Regions from separate parts of the Sus scrofa genome. Here region 1 is linked to region 2. Evidence: chromatin contacts called from public HiChIP or PLAC-seq data. All regions are on one chromosome and are shown on one strand. The core of a region is the stretch at or near the end of the contact, and the rest is flanking DNA. Distances in the headings are between cores, read along the strand shown. Region 1 holds the start of PLEKHB1 (pleckstrin homology domain containing B1). Region 2 holds the start of ARHGEF17 (rho guanine nucleotide exchange factor 17).

What was found. HiChIP or PLAC-seq counts read pairs in DNA pulled down with a chosen protein or histone mark.
Region 1: an H3K27ac HiChIP or PLAC-seq map of skeletal muscle shows a contact between it and region 2, with 4 times the contacts expected there. The contact joins the promoter of PLEKHB1 here to the promoter of ARHGEF17 in region 2. A contact is called at or near these places in 1 of 5 promoter capture datasets (liver), 7 of 47 Hi-C or Micro-C datasets (alveolar macrophages, embryonic fibroblasts, heart right ventricle and 4 more) and 1 of 2 datasets of contacts at active chromatin or transcription factors (skeletal muscle).

Annotation. Positions count from the first base shown.
Region 1 is chr9:8,102,099-8,109,081 of Sscrofa11.1, reverse strand. PLEKHB1 (pleckstrin homology domain containing B1) reads right to left here and starts at 5,511. Exons shown (of 7, transcript NM_001244858.1): 1 at 5,426-5,511; 2 at 4,159-4,234; 3 at 2,145-2,297; 4 at 1,448-1,550; 5 at 407-446. The coding sequence starts at 4,195.
Region 2 is chr9:7,762,411-7,769,094 of Sscrofa11.1, reverse strand. It overlaps ARHGEF17 (rho guanine nucleotide exchange factor 17), which reads right to left and starts at 2,394. Exons shown (of 24, transcript XM_003357192.5): 1 at 941-2,394; 2 at 1-938. The coding sequence starts at 1,967.

The DNA of each region.
Region 1 (6,983 bases), core at 4,262-6,761, 340 kb before region 2:
AGTGCCTGCTACATAGTAGGAGTTCAGCAAACATTTGTTGTGTGGATGAATGAAGTGCAGTCTGATCTGCAGAGAGGGAGCGATAATCCCAAGCTCACAGCACAGTGAGGAGGAGCTGGTTTTGCAACTGCACCACACCTGACACACAATAGTTGCTCAATAAGCACAGTTCCTTTCCCCCTGCTCCCATGCCAGCCTCTGTACCAGGCCTTCTTGGAGACCGCTCTCTCCCTCCTCTGGCACTAGTTGGCTGTCTTCTGTCCTTTTCCACTTGGGGCTCAGGGCATCTATTCACTCACATACATGGAAACTGAGAACTCCTGGCAGGCAGAGACCGAGTCTGAGTCATCCATGATTCCATGGCAGGTGGCGGGGGGTGGGGGGCAGGAAGGGAAAGGGGGCTCACCGGGGTGGAGTTCGCCTCCAGCAGCGCCGTCTTCCACGCTCTGCAACAAAACCCGCCAGACCATAAGGAATAGAGAAGGGGAACGGGACCCCACACTTTAAACTTGCCTCCCCAACCCAGCCATGAGCCCTGGTCTCTTGGCTCCCTTGGGTAGACAAAGGGGACCCTTCTGCCGCCCCAGTCACAGAGACAAGCCCTCCTAATTCATTTTCTGTCCACAGCCGCTTCCCTTCTAAAAGTTCCAGTTTCCCCATCTAGACAAAAGACAGCCAGGCTTGGGTGGTCTCAGAGGTTCAGATGCTGACATGCCCAGGCTGGTTCTCTGGCTGCCGCCCACCTCCACATCCCAAACCTACAGACCCAGCTCCCCAGCGCTCTGACCCCAGAGCCCCGGGACCGCCCAGTGGACACGGGACAATTGAGCCTTTGTTGGTTGCCATGGCACCTGGCTGGAGTGGACAAGGCGGCTCTGTGCTTTGTCTGTCTGGAGCTCAGCTTCCCCCACTCCCACACCCCCATCTCTTTCACTCTCTTCCAGCGCAAAGGCCGACCGACCCTCCACCAAGAGAGTGGGAAGGGAAAGAATGTGAGGAGCACGGCGCGGGGAGACGCGCCTGGTCCGGCGGCTGGGGCTGCCCCTGACATCGGGGTGCCCAGGGCTGCCTCCGTTAGGCAGGTTAGTGACGATCCCTCAGATCAGAGTCCACTACCGGAGCATCTTCTCAGATGGGGGTAAAAAGGGGGTCCTCTGGGGATGCCTGATACCCACCCTGGGTGACCAAGGAGCACACACCTGAGGCAGGTGTGCACACCCCTCAGCCAGCAGTCCTGACTTCATCTCATACCATATCGGGAGCTCGCTGGATATCATGCCCATCACTATGAGCCATTCAGATCCACTCCCTGCTCACCCTCCATCCACTGCTGTGCTCACGGGTGTCCCTCCTTCCCTACCTTCAGGGAACTAGAAGCCCAATGAGGAGGAGGCGTGTGGTCATAGTCCCCAAGATCCCACCTGATCCTCTCCTGGGAGCAACTTACAAGGCATCGTCGCGGGTCTCTGCGCACAGGTGTAGGCGGGTGCCCTCCCGCAGGTTTACAGTCAACAGCCCATCTCGGCTCCGGCCCTCGGGGGGCTGCACATCTAAAGGCAAGACGCACATACACAGGATTTCCACAGGGCACACCAGGCCCCGGGTCTCCCCAGTAAACCAGGAACAAGAATAGGAACTGACTTCTCTGGGTCCTATTTACTGGCCGTTGTCAACCACATACTGTCCTTGGGATTCTGCTCAAGTCTGTAGACCCTTCCAACTTTTCCACATTGCCTGTTTCCCTAGGTAGGCCTGTCTATCTCCCAGTTTCCCTGTTTTAATTATGGCCGAGCCTTGGCCAAGAGGATTTGCTGTGTGGCTCTGGGCCATGTGCTTAATTAACTTCTCTGAGCCTCCTTATTTCATTTCATCTTAATGTAGTTCTTTGCAGTAGAGAGAGCAGAAACTGTCTGACTCACTTCTGTAACTAGCATAGGGCCCAGGTCCAGCAAAGGATAAGAACTCCATATTTCTTAATTCACACACACATGAAATGAAGTTGATGGAGGCCCAGAAGCAATGTCTGTGGAAGGCCTCTGAGAGCTGCAAAGAGCCTTCCACCTAAGAGGAGCAGGTGTCCTCCGACGGACAGGGGGAGGGAGGGCACAGCAGTCACTGCGCCGGAGGGAAGGGGCTCCGCTCACCGTGGCACTCTTGGCCGATCTTTATGTCTCGGACGTTGAAGTGGATGAGCACGCGGTCCTCCTCGTCCTGGGCTGTCTCATCGTGGTAGTAGCCCAGGGTCCCATCCAGCCACAGGGCGAACCAATTCCGTTTCCAGCGGCGGAGGATGGAGCCTGTGTGATATTCCAGACCCACCAGGCAGGCTGGCCACAGCTCTGGGTGGCTCCCTCCCAGAGCCCCTTCCCCCCAGCCCCCAGGGTTGTAACCACCCCTTCCTTGTCATCCCCCTGAAATGCTGGCAGGGCCTCTCAGCCTTGCTCACCATCGCCTCCCATTGGGCCTAACACAGAGTGGAGGTTCCATGAGTGCGTGAGTGATAAATGAACTCTCAGATTTCTTCTTGGAGGAAGCTGGGAATCTTTTTTTTTTTTCTAAGTGTCACAAGACATGGAGCATTTTCACAAATTCAAGTTCATGTCTAATTGGAAATCTGTTTCTGCATGTAGTCTTTCAGAGAAAAAAGCATTAAGTTGGTTTTTTGTTTTTTGGGTGTTTTTGTCTTTTTGCCTTTTCTAGGGCCGCTTCCGCGGCATATGGAGATTCCCAGGCTAGGGGTCTAATTGGAGCCGTAGCCACCAGCCTACGTCAGAGCCACAGCAACTCGGGATCCGAGTCTCGTCTGCAGCCTACACCACGGCTCACGCTGGATCCTAAACCCACTGAGCAAGGCCAGGGATCGAACCCACAACCTCATGGTTCCTAGTCGGATTCGTTAACCACTGTGCCACGACGGGAACTCCATGTTGTTTTGTATGAATATGGAACATGATTTGTGTAAGGATTAACGGAAAACCTGCCACCAAGCACTTGTTTTAGGGGAACCTATAGTTTCCACTGCATCCAGTCTACTGAGGGGATACGATTATTGCTTATATTTGTGAGCTGACTTGGGAAAAAAAGGTCAGGCTCCAAGTGACAGTCATTTGTGTAGTTACTGTCTCTTCCACCAGATGCAGGGGCAGAGGGGCACATGTGGTGTCCATAGCTCACCACACCAGTCGTGGCACGTAGCAGGACCTGCATTCAGTTTTACTGAACTGAATGACCTGAGTATGGGTCATGGGGTGTGGGGGAGCCGCTAGCCCAGGACAGCCCTTGTTCAGATCATGACTCTGGTCAGAGGTAGGTCTGGAAGCCTGAGCCCTAGCTTCAGACTGTTTTTTTCCTTTTAAGGCTGCACCTGCGGCATATGGAGGTTTTCTTGGGCTCCAATCAGAGCCGCAGCTGAAGCCTAAACCACAGCCATAGCAGCACCAAATCTGAGCCACATCGGTGACCTACACCACAGCTTGTGGCAACGCCAGATCCTTAACCCACTAAGCAAGGCCAGGGATCAAACCCGCATCCTCAGAGACAAAATCTCGTCCTTAACCTGGTGAACCACAGTAGGAACTCCAGCTTCAGATGTTTTGTGATTGGAAATCTTAACAGGAAAGGGCTACGTCATAAGAGAGCTTCTTAGAGTTTTACAAGTTCCAAAGTACAGAGGCATTTTTCACTTTGTTTGGTGGCCAGCCCTAGGCAGGGGTGCTATGGACGCAGAAGATAAAACCCAGTCCCTGCGCTTGAGGCACTCACGGTATGAGGTGGGCGGGTGGTAAGCTCCACAGGTAAAGGTGGTTTTATATCAGTGCTTTGGCAGGGGTGTGCATGAGGCACTGGGGACAGAGAAGGGAGCCTCTCACCAGCTTGGTGCCACAATAGGGGCTGGGTGGGGGTTAGAGGAAAAGCCAGAGAAGGCCCCTCACAGAAGGGGACATCTGAGCTGGGTCTTGAAGAATAAGTGGTTTACCAAGCCGTCAGGAGTGCGAAGGACATGCCAGGCAAAGGAAGAGCATGGACGAAAGAGCAGAAAACAAAAGAGCATGGTTTCTTGGGAGAAGGGGTCAGTGTGCAGGTCCAGCAAGCCACTGCCTCACTCCTGCCCCTGGACAAGGTGCAGGATGGACAAGGACTTGGCCAGGGGTCACTCACTCTGTCTCCACAGCCAGCCGCCCCTCACCAGGGCCATTTCTTCAAAAGGACTCTCCAGGGCGGAGTCAGGAGGAACCTGTCGGAGGAGCCACAGGACACACCTGGCCTCAGCCGCTCTCCAGAGAGAAGTCCCCCCCCTCTCCTCCCTGGGGGAGCCACCGAGGAAACGTTTAAAGGAGTGTGAGTAAACAAACAAGGGCCAGCCTGCCTGCCTCCTCCCCAGTCTCTGCTCCAGGCACATAATGGAAGCACTGTGCTTGTGGGGTCAGCAGGGCAGCCACCTGTTGCCCTGGGTCGGGGTGGGGAGCCTGGATTCCAATCTCGGCCCTATAACCTTGACCGAGTCCCTTCTCCCTGGCCTCTATTTCTCGATGTGTAACCGTATGCCCATGAGCCAAGGAGATACTGGAGGGAGGAACTCTTAAAATGTTAGAGACTCAGGAATTTCAAAATGCTGGCAGCAGAAAATATTAGAATCATGGCAATGGATGCGGGACTTTGATGATAAGAAAAGCCTTCCTCACACGTGAACCCCGCCTGAGCCATTTACAAAGTGCGTAAAATAATGATTCAGCGGCAGCTGTAATTGATCGAGTTCTATGTGACAGGTATACTACCCAGGTGCTTTCACCTATTATCTCATTGAAGCCTCACAGTAGTTCTTGTTATGCCGAGGAAACTGGGGCCTGGAGAGGTCCCGTCACTTGCACAGGTCTGCTTGGTTAGAAGGCAGCAGAGCCAGGATGCACACCCAGCAGTCCTGGCTTCAAACCTTTATTCCAGCAGGAGCTTTAAAACCCCCCAACACCCAGGTCAGACCCCATAACAGTGAAATCAGGATGTCTGGGGGCAGGAGGCAAGTACTGATAGTCCTGGAAGATCCCCAGGTGATCCCTGTGCAGCGACGTCTGGGCCCCACCGCAACTCTGTTGGCTATTTACTAGATGGATAGGATGCTCACGCCTGTGCTACCGATGGACAAACTGAGCTATAGGAAGTGACTTGTCCGTGTGTGATGGAGCTTGGATTGGAATCCAGGTGTCCTCTGTTCTCGAGGGCGACTAACTTTACAGCAAGTGCCTTCGCCCCTCCCCCATCGCTCACACCTGTTGCTGCGCAGTAAGGGCTGCCCCGCGCACCTGCGTTGGAAACCCCGGCCTTGTCCCTGCCTCCCTTGCCACTCTCTCCCGTCTTCAAGCTCTGACACAGGTCAGACAGAAGAGGGCCAGATGCCAACGCCCTCTCCGGCCCCCCTTGATGCACCCACCTGTCTGCACCTGCTGCGATGCTGCTGCCAAAGCGGCCGCTACTTGATGCTGCTGCCACCCAACCCGCTGCGCCTGCGCTTTGTGCGCCCCAGAGCCTTGGGGCATTCCAGTCCCCAGGCTGCGCCCCGGGCCTCGCAGCCCCCGGGCCCCGCCCTCCGGCTCCGCCCCACCCCCTGGGAGGGCGGGGCTGTAGAGATGCGCTAACGGGAGGTCTTTTGGGACTTGTAGTCTGCAGGCCCAGATCTGAGCAGTACTTAGCATCTGCTTGGTGGTAGCCCTGTGCCCAACGAGAGCGCAGGTGAGAGGCGACACCCGAAATTTTATTTTGCTGTGAAGTCATTTGTTCATTAATTTATCATGAAACCTCCCCCCTTTTTTTTCGGTGTTTTTTTTTTTTTTGGCCAGGCTCACGACATGCAGAAGTTCCTGGGGCCAAGGATCCAACCCACACCACAGCAGCCCCCCAAGTCATAGCAGTGACCACACGGGATCCTTAGCCCTCTGCGCCACCAGGGGAACTCCATGAAATCCTTTTTCCCAAGAACATAAAGCACTAATTTTCTAGAAAAATGTAAAACTACAAGGAGAAACCAGGCTTCTAGTTTTGCCACGTTTTCTTGATACTCAGTTTGGGCCCAGCACTGGGCGTTAGTGGGGGGCACAAAGCAGCACCCCACAAGGCCCGTCCTCCTTTCTTTCCCAGCTTCTAGTCTGGTGGGGAGACAATAGAAACACACCATTAAAGCACAGGATGTGTCTTGACAATGGGAAAGAAGAGTCTGATTTTGACCAAGAGCTTCAGGTAGGCTTCCCAGAGGAGGCTGAGAGGGGTCTCGATGGATGACTCTGATTGTCCAGCATTTCAGTGTGTTTGGAAAGTGGATTGCAGGGCTAGGGGTGCAGGGGGCATGGGGAGCAGCAGGTGCTGAAGTCGCAGGGGTTGCAAGGATATAACATGAAGGCCTCGGGTGACAGGCTGAAGGGTTAGACGTTATGACCCAGCGACTTGAGTTTGGGGTTTCGAGATGGAGTGAGGTGGTTAGAGGAGTTAGGTGGTCCAGTTTCCGGCTTGGAAAGGTGTTTCTAGGTCAAATACGGATTGAAAGGGGCCCAATTGGAGAAAGAAGACTGCTTCTACATCTGCCACCAGTCTGTCCCTCTAGGCTCATTGCCTTGAAGAGCTCAGCCCTACAACCCGCCCCCCCCCAGGAGGAGACCCAGGATGTCATTTAGAGAACAGAGCCTGTCAGGGACCCATCCCCTCCTGGAGAACGCAGCCACCCCGCCCTGGGCCCTTTCTCCTCTTCCTTACCGGGGCTGCAGGACTCATGGTTCCCGGGCGGCCAGAGCAGCATTTCCCAGAGGGTCCTGCAGGTGGGCATTTCCCTAAGCGCCTTAAAGATAAGGGGATCAAGAAGGCTGTACCAAGTGAGAACCAGAAGGGGGTGGCGAAGAGAGGGACACACAGATCCTAGAGAAAGTCGTCCTCTTTCTCCAGTCCCACCCCCAAGCTCACTGACTCATCCCCGTTTTTGACCTTCTGTTTCACTGGATAAC
Region 2 (6,684 bases), core at 1,145-3,644:
AGGATCCGCCCCAATGCCCTCGTCCGTCAGGCTGGACTCAGGGCCAGAGAGCAGCTCCTCCTGGGACTGCTGCCCCCGAGTCACATCTCCTGCCCAGTCAGGGCTTCCGGGGGGGACCTCACTTCCATCATCCTGCTGGGCTCCCATGCGCTGAATCTTCTCAAAAACCTGACGGGCCTCCTGCACATACTGATCCTGGACGACGAGGGGCAGTGGGTCCTCCTCGGCGCTCGGGCCGGCCAGCAGCAGTTCAGAGGAGCTGGGCTTCAGGGCGCTGCTGCGGGGTAGGCGGCGGGCCACAGGCTTCTCAGAGCATGTAAAAGACTTTGCCCTTCGAAGGGTGGCCGTCAAGTCCTTCAGGGTGGGGCGGGTGCCAGGGGATGCTGGGGCCGGGGCCGGTGCGGGCTCAAACTGCCCTACTGGGCCACCTGCGGATGGTGAGTCTCTGCCATCTAAGGAGCCGCTCCCAAGGTCTCCAGGGCGCCCACCAGGCTTTCGGACCCTCAGCTCTGAAAGGTCTGAACGCAGGAAATTGAGCAGGGTCAGGGTCTCCGAGGCAATATCTGGATTCGACAGGGACTTCCGTTGCCGGTTCTTGTCTAGCTCCAGTCCTCCATCCCTCAAGGCTCTCACGGCGCCCACAGGTCCCTTGGCGCGGGTTCGAGCCTGGGGCCTTGGGAGCCCTTCCCCGGCCCCGAAGCTCGGGGAGCGATACACGCCCCAGCTCCCAGAACCCCGGCTAGCCCACAGGTCCTCATCCTTGAGCGTCTCGGTGCTGGAGTAGCGGCTGCTACCCCGGGAGTCTGCTGGGCTGGCCAGGCTCGCGGGAAAGCTCACCTTGGCCACGCGGAAAGTTCCCCCCGCCGTGTCGGACGAGGGCCGAGGTCCTTCCTGGGGACCTGGCACACAGGGCGGAGAGCCAGTACCCCACTCTCGGGGCCTTCCTCGCTAGGGGCTCTAGGAGATACTGGGGGGTCGGGGCTCCGGGCTCCCCCTGCGGAGTCCATGCTGCTCAGATTTAACCCATAACTGTCGGCTCTACAGTCCTTGTCTAAGAGGGAGCTCCCAGGCCTGGGCCCCGACCTCCCTCCCCAGCAGTGGCCACCCTCACCGTCTTGGTCCTCGTCACTGCCTGAGCAGTGGCCGCCGGGGTAGGCCGGACTCTGCGCCCCGGACGGCGGCGGCGGGCCCTCCTCTTCCTCCTCGCTGGAGCTGGCCGGCCGGCTGCGGCTGACAGGATAGGAGGAAGCGATGGAGGAGGAGGAGGAGCAGGAGGCCCGGGCCCAGGCCTGCGGTTGGGAGAAGCTATGCCAAGAATGTAAACCATCCGCCGGACGCTGCGCTCGCTCCCGTTGCTGCTGCTGCTGCTGCCGCCGCCTCCTCCCCTCGGTCCCTGCGCCAGGCAGCGGCCGCGCCGAACGCAGGCCCGCCAGCGGGAAGCACGTCCGAGGAGGTGGCGTCGGTGGCTGCCGGGGTTCGCGGCTCGCGGGCTCCCACGCGGCGCCGTCGGGGCTGGGCGTCCCCGAGGCCTCAGAGTCGGCGCTGGGCCGCCTGGAGCCGGGGCCGCTGAAGAGCTTGCGCATCTCGGTGACGCTGGGCCAGGAGCCGCGCGGGGCTCCCTCCGCCGCTTCTTCCGCGGCCCCGGGGGAAACGCCCCCGTCTCGGGCCGCCGTGGAGTTGTTGTCCAGACGCGGCGCGTCGAAGCGCCGGGAGAGCTGGCGCACCGACGGCGAGAGGCTGCGGAGCGGGCGCGGCTGCGCGGGGGCGGCCGGGGGCCCCGACGCCAGCTTGGACACGCGCCGGGAGGGCTGGCCCGGGACGGCCGCGACCGGCCGGCACGAGGCCCGGCGCCGCAGCCCAGGGGTGTCCGTGGCCTCCTCCCTCAGCCCAGACCCGCCGCTCCAGCGCTCCAGCAGCTTGAACGAGACGCTGCGATACAGCTGGGGCCGGGGCGTCCCGTCCGCCATGGTGGCGGCGCTCACTCTGGGGGGGCCGGCCTCGGGGAGCCGCGGCCAACCCCCCCCGCGCCCCTGCCCCGAAGGAGCGCAGCGGCCCGGGTCCGAAGGCCTGAGTGCCGCAGCCGCAGGGCGAGGGGGGCTGCGGGCAAAGGGCACAGAGACCAGAGCAGAGCTTTATCTGCTGCGGCTCAGGTTTCCGCGCCCGTGGGCCGCCTCGGCTCCATCCTCCCGTGCGACTCCTCCTGGCTCAGCGTCGACTCCCGGGCCCAGCCTCTGCCTCGCCTACTGCGACCCGGAGCATCGCGGCCCGACCCGGTCCAGGCTCGATCCCGGCGCTCCGTTCCTCGGCTCTGTGCCCGCCCGCCGGCCGGCCAGCCTGCCTGCCTCCCCTCGCGCTCCCACTCCGGCTCCCGCTCCCTCCCTCTTGGCTGCTCGCTTCTCGCTCCCTTTTGTTGCAAATAAACTTTGTGGCAGAGGAAAGGGGTGGGGGCGGGGCCTCGCGCCCAAAAGAGGGGGTGGGCTCCCCGCGCGCGTTAGGCTGGGAATCTGGAGTCGGGGTGGGGGGTGGATTGGGGAGGAGCTGCGGGAGAAACTAGACTGCTGGAGCACAGGCAGACCGACGCGACCCTGCAGATGAGCCCCTCGGGAGCTGGGCGGGCACAGCTCCTTCCCCCGCCCCTCCAGCCCTCGCTACGACACAAGCAAGTTCTGAGTGTGGTCAGCTCTGCGGGCCTACAGTCAGGGCGGCGCGCCCACTGCTTTCGGGCGGAAACACCTCCTGCACAAGGGACCCCCAACACGCCAGCCTCGGACCCACAAACTCTCGTACACGCCAACACTCAGATACACGCAGAAACACGCTCCCAGGCAGGAGTGGGCAGGACTCGCCGCCAGGGGGAGCAGTGCGTGCCGCAAACCAACCTGGGCGCTTGCAGCTCCCTGTCCCGCCCCTTCGCCCCGCCCAGGCCACCCCTCCTACCGGGGCGTTCGCAGCGAATCCCACGGTAACTACGACCTGTGGTCCAGCCCCTTCGCGCCCCCAAACGCCCGCCCCTCCCCCATCGGCGGCCGGTCCAGTTCGGGCCGTACCTCGATCCTCCCCACTCGGCTCTAGAAGCCCCACCCTTGGTGACCACGCCCCCACGTTTCCAACGGCCCGCCCCCTCGGCGCCCTGCTCCTTGATGCTCCGCCCTGCGCCGGGGTCCCTGCGTCCCCTGCGCTCTGGGGTACGCGGCTCTTGCGCCCTCTACCGGCAGGATTCGCACACCTCTGTGGAGCCTTGACGAGTCAATCCGCTCCGCCACCAAAACCCCCCAGAGAGTTAGGAAGACTTCACTTCCTTTACTTCTTTCAATCAATTCAGGAGCCAGTTCAAACCCAACCCTTCGCAACGTGCGCTGCGCCTCCTTAGACTTCACACACAAAAGCGCTTTGACTGGAAGGCCCTCGATTCACCACTGCCAAGCCTATACTACCTCCTGCCAGACCAGGTGTGGGTCATTTATGAGATGCCTTGGGTATGTGGGCAATGTTATGTAATTTATCTGATCCTCAGACCACCCTTGGAGGTGGACCTCATTGCCGCTTCTCTTTGGCTCATGAAGGAGAAGTAACTTCGCCCAGTGTCAAAGTCGGGAAACGGCAGCTGCTGGTGTGACTCAAATTCAGACTTCAGGAGCCTCCAACAACAGGCTTCTTCAGACGGCCTTTGCTGGCTCCGGAGCCTTGATGAACCCGCAGCCTCCTCCTCCTGTTCAGGGCCTCCAGGAACAAAGGCTACTCAGGTTCCCCCTGACGGTAGAGGACCATGGCTGGGCCCCACTAGGCTAGGAAGCCTTGGAAGCAGGAGACCCAGGTCCAGATGAGAGGGCAGGGCTGGGCATAGGGCGGGATGGCAGATTCTCAGGACTTGTGTGGCTACCCCATGAGGCAGGGAGGACCCTGGCCCTGCTTGCTGCTTCCGTGGGTTGCGGGTTATCACCGCACGGAGAAAACTCTTTGTCTTTGAATTGAGACCAGCCTCTTGGAAGTCCCTCACCTCAAGCCTGGCTCAGCTCTGCTGCCAAGGAGCCAGCACATCTCTCCCCTTCATTGGAAATTGACAGCAAGGAAGAGAACCCTCCCTGGCCCGTCACCTCCCTGCCCTTTCCTTGCTGTGTGACTTTGGGTAAATCCCTGCCGCCTCGTCTGAAAAGTGTGGAGTAGGTTTAATTTCCCAAGAGTGACTTTCTCTAACTCTCTGAAATCAGACCCTCTGTCTCCTCCGGAGTGTTTCTTACTCCTCTTTTGGAGAAGGTTTGGTATGGTGGGGGACCCTCGTCCCAGAAGTCATTGCCCCCCTTCAGTAATACGGACGGCCCCTGCCAGCTGGAACAGGTGATCTTCCAAATGCTTTCACACCTGGCCATGGTCTGTCTTCTCATCACTTCTGGGGTAGAGGGTCTTATTCCCAAACACGGACAGGCAAACGGATGGAGAGGAGCAGACTCAGGTCGTAGGCTTCCAGCACTCTGCAGCCTGGCCTTGAGGTGGGCTGGCTGGGGTCTGTGGACCAGGAGTCCCCTTGGTGGGGAGAGAAGGTGTTTAAGGCTAGGCTGGGTCTCCCCCTAATGGGAAGGTCACCCAGAGCGTGGCTGGGCTGCTGACAGCACCTCCTGAGTCTTCCCTCCACCAGCTCTTTCTGCCTCCCTCCCTTTCTTTCTTTTCTTTCTTTTCTTCCTTCCTTCCTTCCTCCCTCCCTCCCTTTTCTTTTTTTCTCCTTTTTAGGGCCACACGTGCAGCGCATGGAAGTTCCCAAGCTAGGGGTCAAATCAGAGCCGCAGCTGCCGGCCTACACCACAGCAGCATGGGATCCAAGCCACATCTGTGACCTACACCATAGCTCATGGCAACACCGGAGACTTAACCCACTGAGCAGGGTCAGAGATCGAACTCACATCCGCATGGATTTTAGTTGGGTTCATTACCACCGAGTCGAAGCGGGAACTCCCACCAGCCCTTTCTTTTTTTTTTTTTTTTTATAATTTTTTTTTTTTTTGTCTTGTTGTTGTTGTTGTTGTTGCTATTTCTTGGGCCACTCCCGCGGCATATGGAGGTTCCCAGGCTAGGGGTTGAATCGGAGCTGTAGCCACCGGCCTACGCCAGAGCCACAGCAACGCGGGATCGAGCCGTGTCTGCAACCTACACCACAGCTCACGGCAACGCCGGATCGTTAACCCACTGAGCAAGGGCAGGGACCGAACCCGCAACCTCATGGTTCCTAGTCGGATTCGTTAACCACTGCGCCACGACGGGAACTCCCACCAGCCCTTTCTGATTCAGGATGAGACAAAGTCATCTTCCAGGCACAGAGAGAGCCTGGGTGTTTTTAACCCTCAGAATATTTATCCAGGATGAGGCTGGGAGCACTGGGCGCCAGGGTTGAGAGAGCAACATCAAGCCCAGCCCAACGCAGGTGACAGCTGACCCTCAGCAAGTCGCTCTTTTTCTTGGGGTCTCAGGCTCCTCACTTATGAAAGGAGAATGAAAACAATAACCCATCTGTCCAGTGAGTTATGCTGGCCCCACGGCGTCAGGGCTATAGAATCCTTTTAGGAAATGACGATAGGAAGGTTGTGATGGTCGCAGTCTACGACCAATGATGGGCCTCGCTGAAGAGGGAGAAGGATGAGGAGAGGACCCCGAGAAGCGATGCGTTCCAGGCAGGAGCTGCTCCAGGGGGAGTCTGGTTCCTAACGCCATTCCAAGCCAACTCAAATAGAAGTAGCCTGAGATTGTGCCTTCTCCTGTATAGTTGGAGTTCAAGTGCACAGAATTGGATTATTTGTAACCTCTTGTTCATGACCTCATCTCACTAGCATTTAATTGATTCCCACCAAAAAGGAAAACAGCCAGGGCCTTTACAATGTCCTACATCTCATGACATAGCTGCCCCGCCACCACCCACGATAACTGTCACCTCCTGTTAAGCCTTCCCTCGCTTTCCTTTTGATATAGTTGTATTGCGTTTGTGTTTTCTTTCAAAGTATGTAATTTCATTTTAGTTATTTTTAACTTTGTAAAAAGGACATCTTGGGAGTTCTCTTATGCAACCGAAGGTTAAGGATCTGGCATTGTCACTGCAGCAGTTGGGTCGCTACGGTGGCATGGGTTCAGTCCCTGACCCAGGAACCTCCACGTGCCATGGGTGCGGCAAAAAATTAAATAAATTCAGAGTTCCTGTCGTGGCTCAGTGGTTAACTAGGAACCATGAGGCTGCGGGTTCGGTCCCTGCCCTTGCTCAGTGGGTTAAGGATCCAGCGTTGCCGTGAGCTGTGGTGTAGGTTGCAGACGCGGCTCGGATCCCGCGTTGCTGTGGCTCTGGTGTAGGCCGGCGGCTAAAGCTTCGATTGGACCCCTAGCCTGGGAACCTCCATATGCCACGGGAGCAGCCCAAGAAATGGCAAAAAGACCAAAAAAAAAAAAATTACATAAATTCAATTTTAAAATAAAAATAAAAACGGCATCTTGCCATGTATAATCTCTTGGAGTTTCTTTGTACTTGACATCACACTGCTAAGATTTGTCCATATTGTAGCGTGTCAGGATAGTGCCTTCTGCTGTGTGGGAACATTCCAGCATGTGACCCCTAGCCTGGGAATCTCCATATGCTGCAGATGCAGCCCTAAAAAGACAAAAAGTAGTAATAGTAATAATAATTCTTGCTGCCTCCTAGGTAAAGGAGAA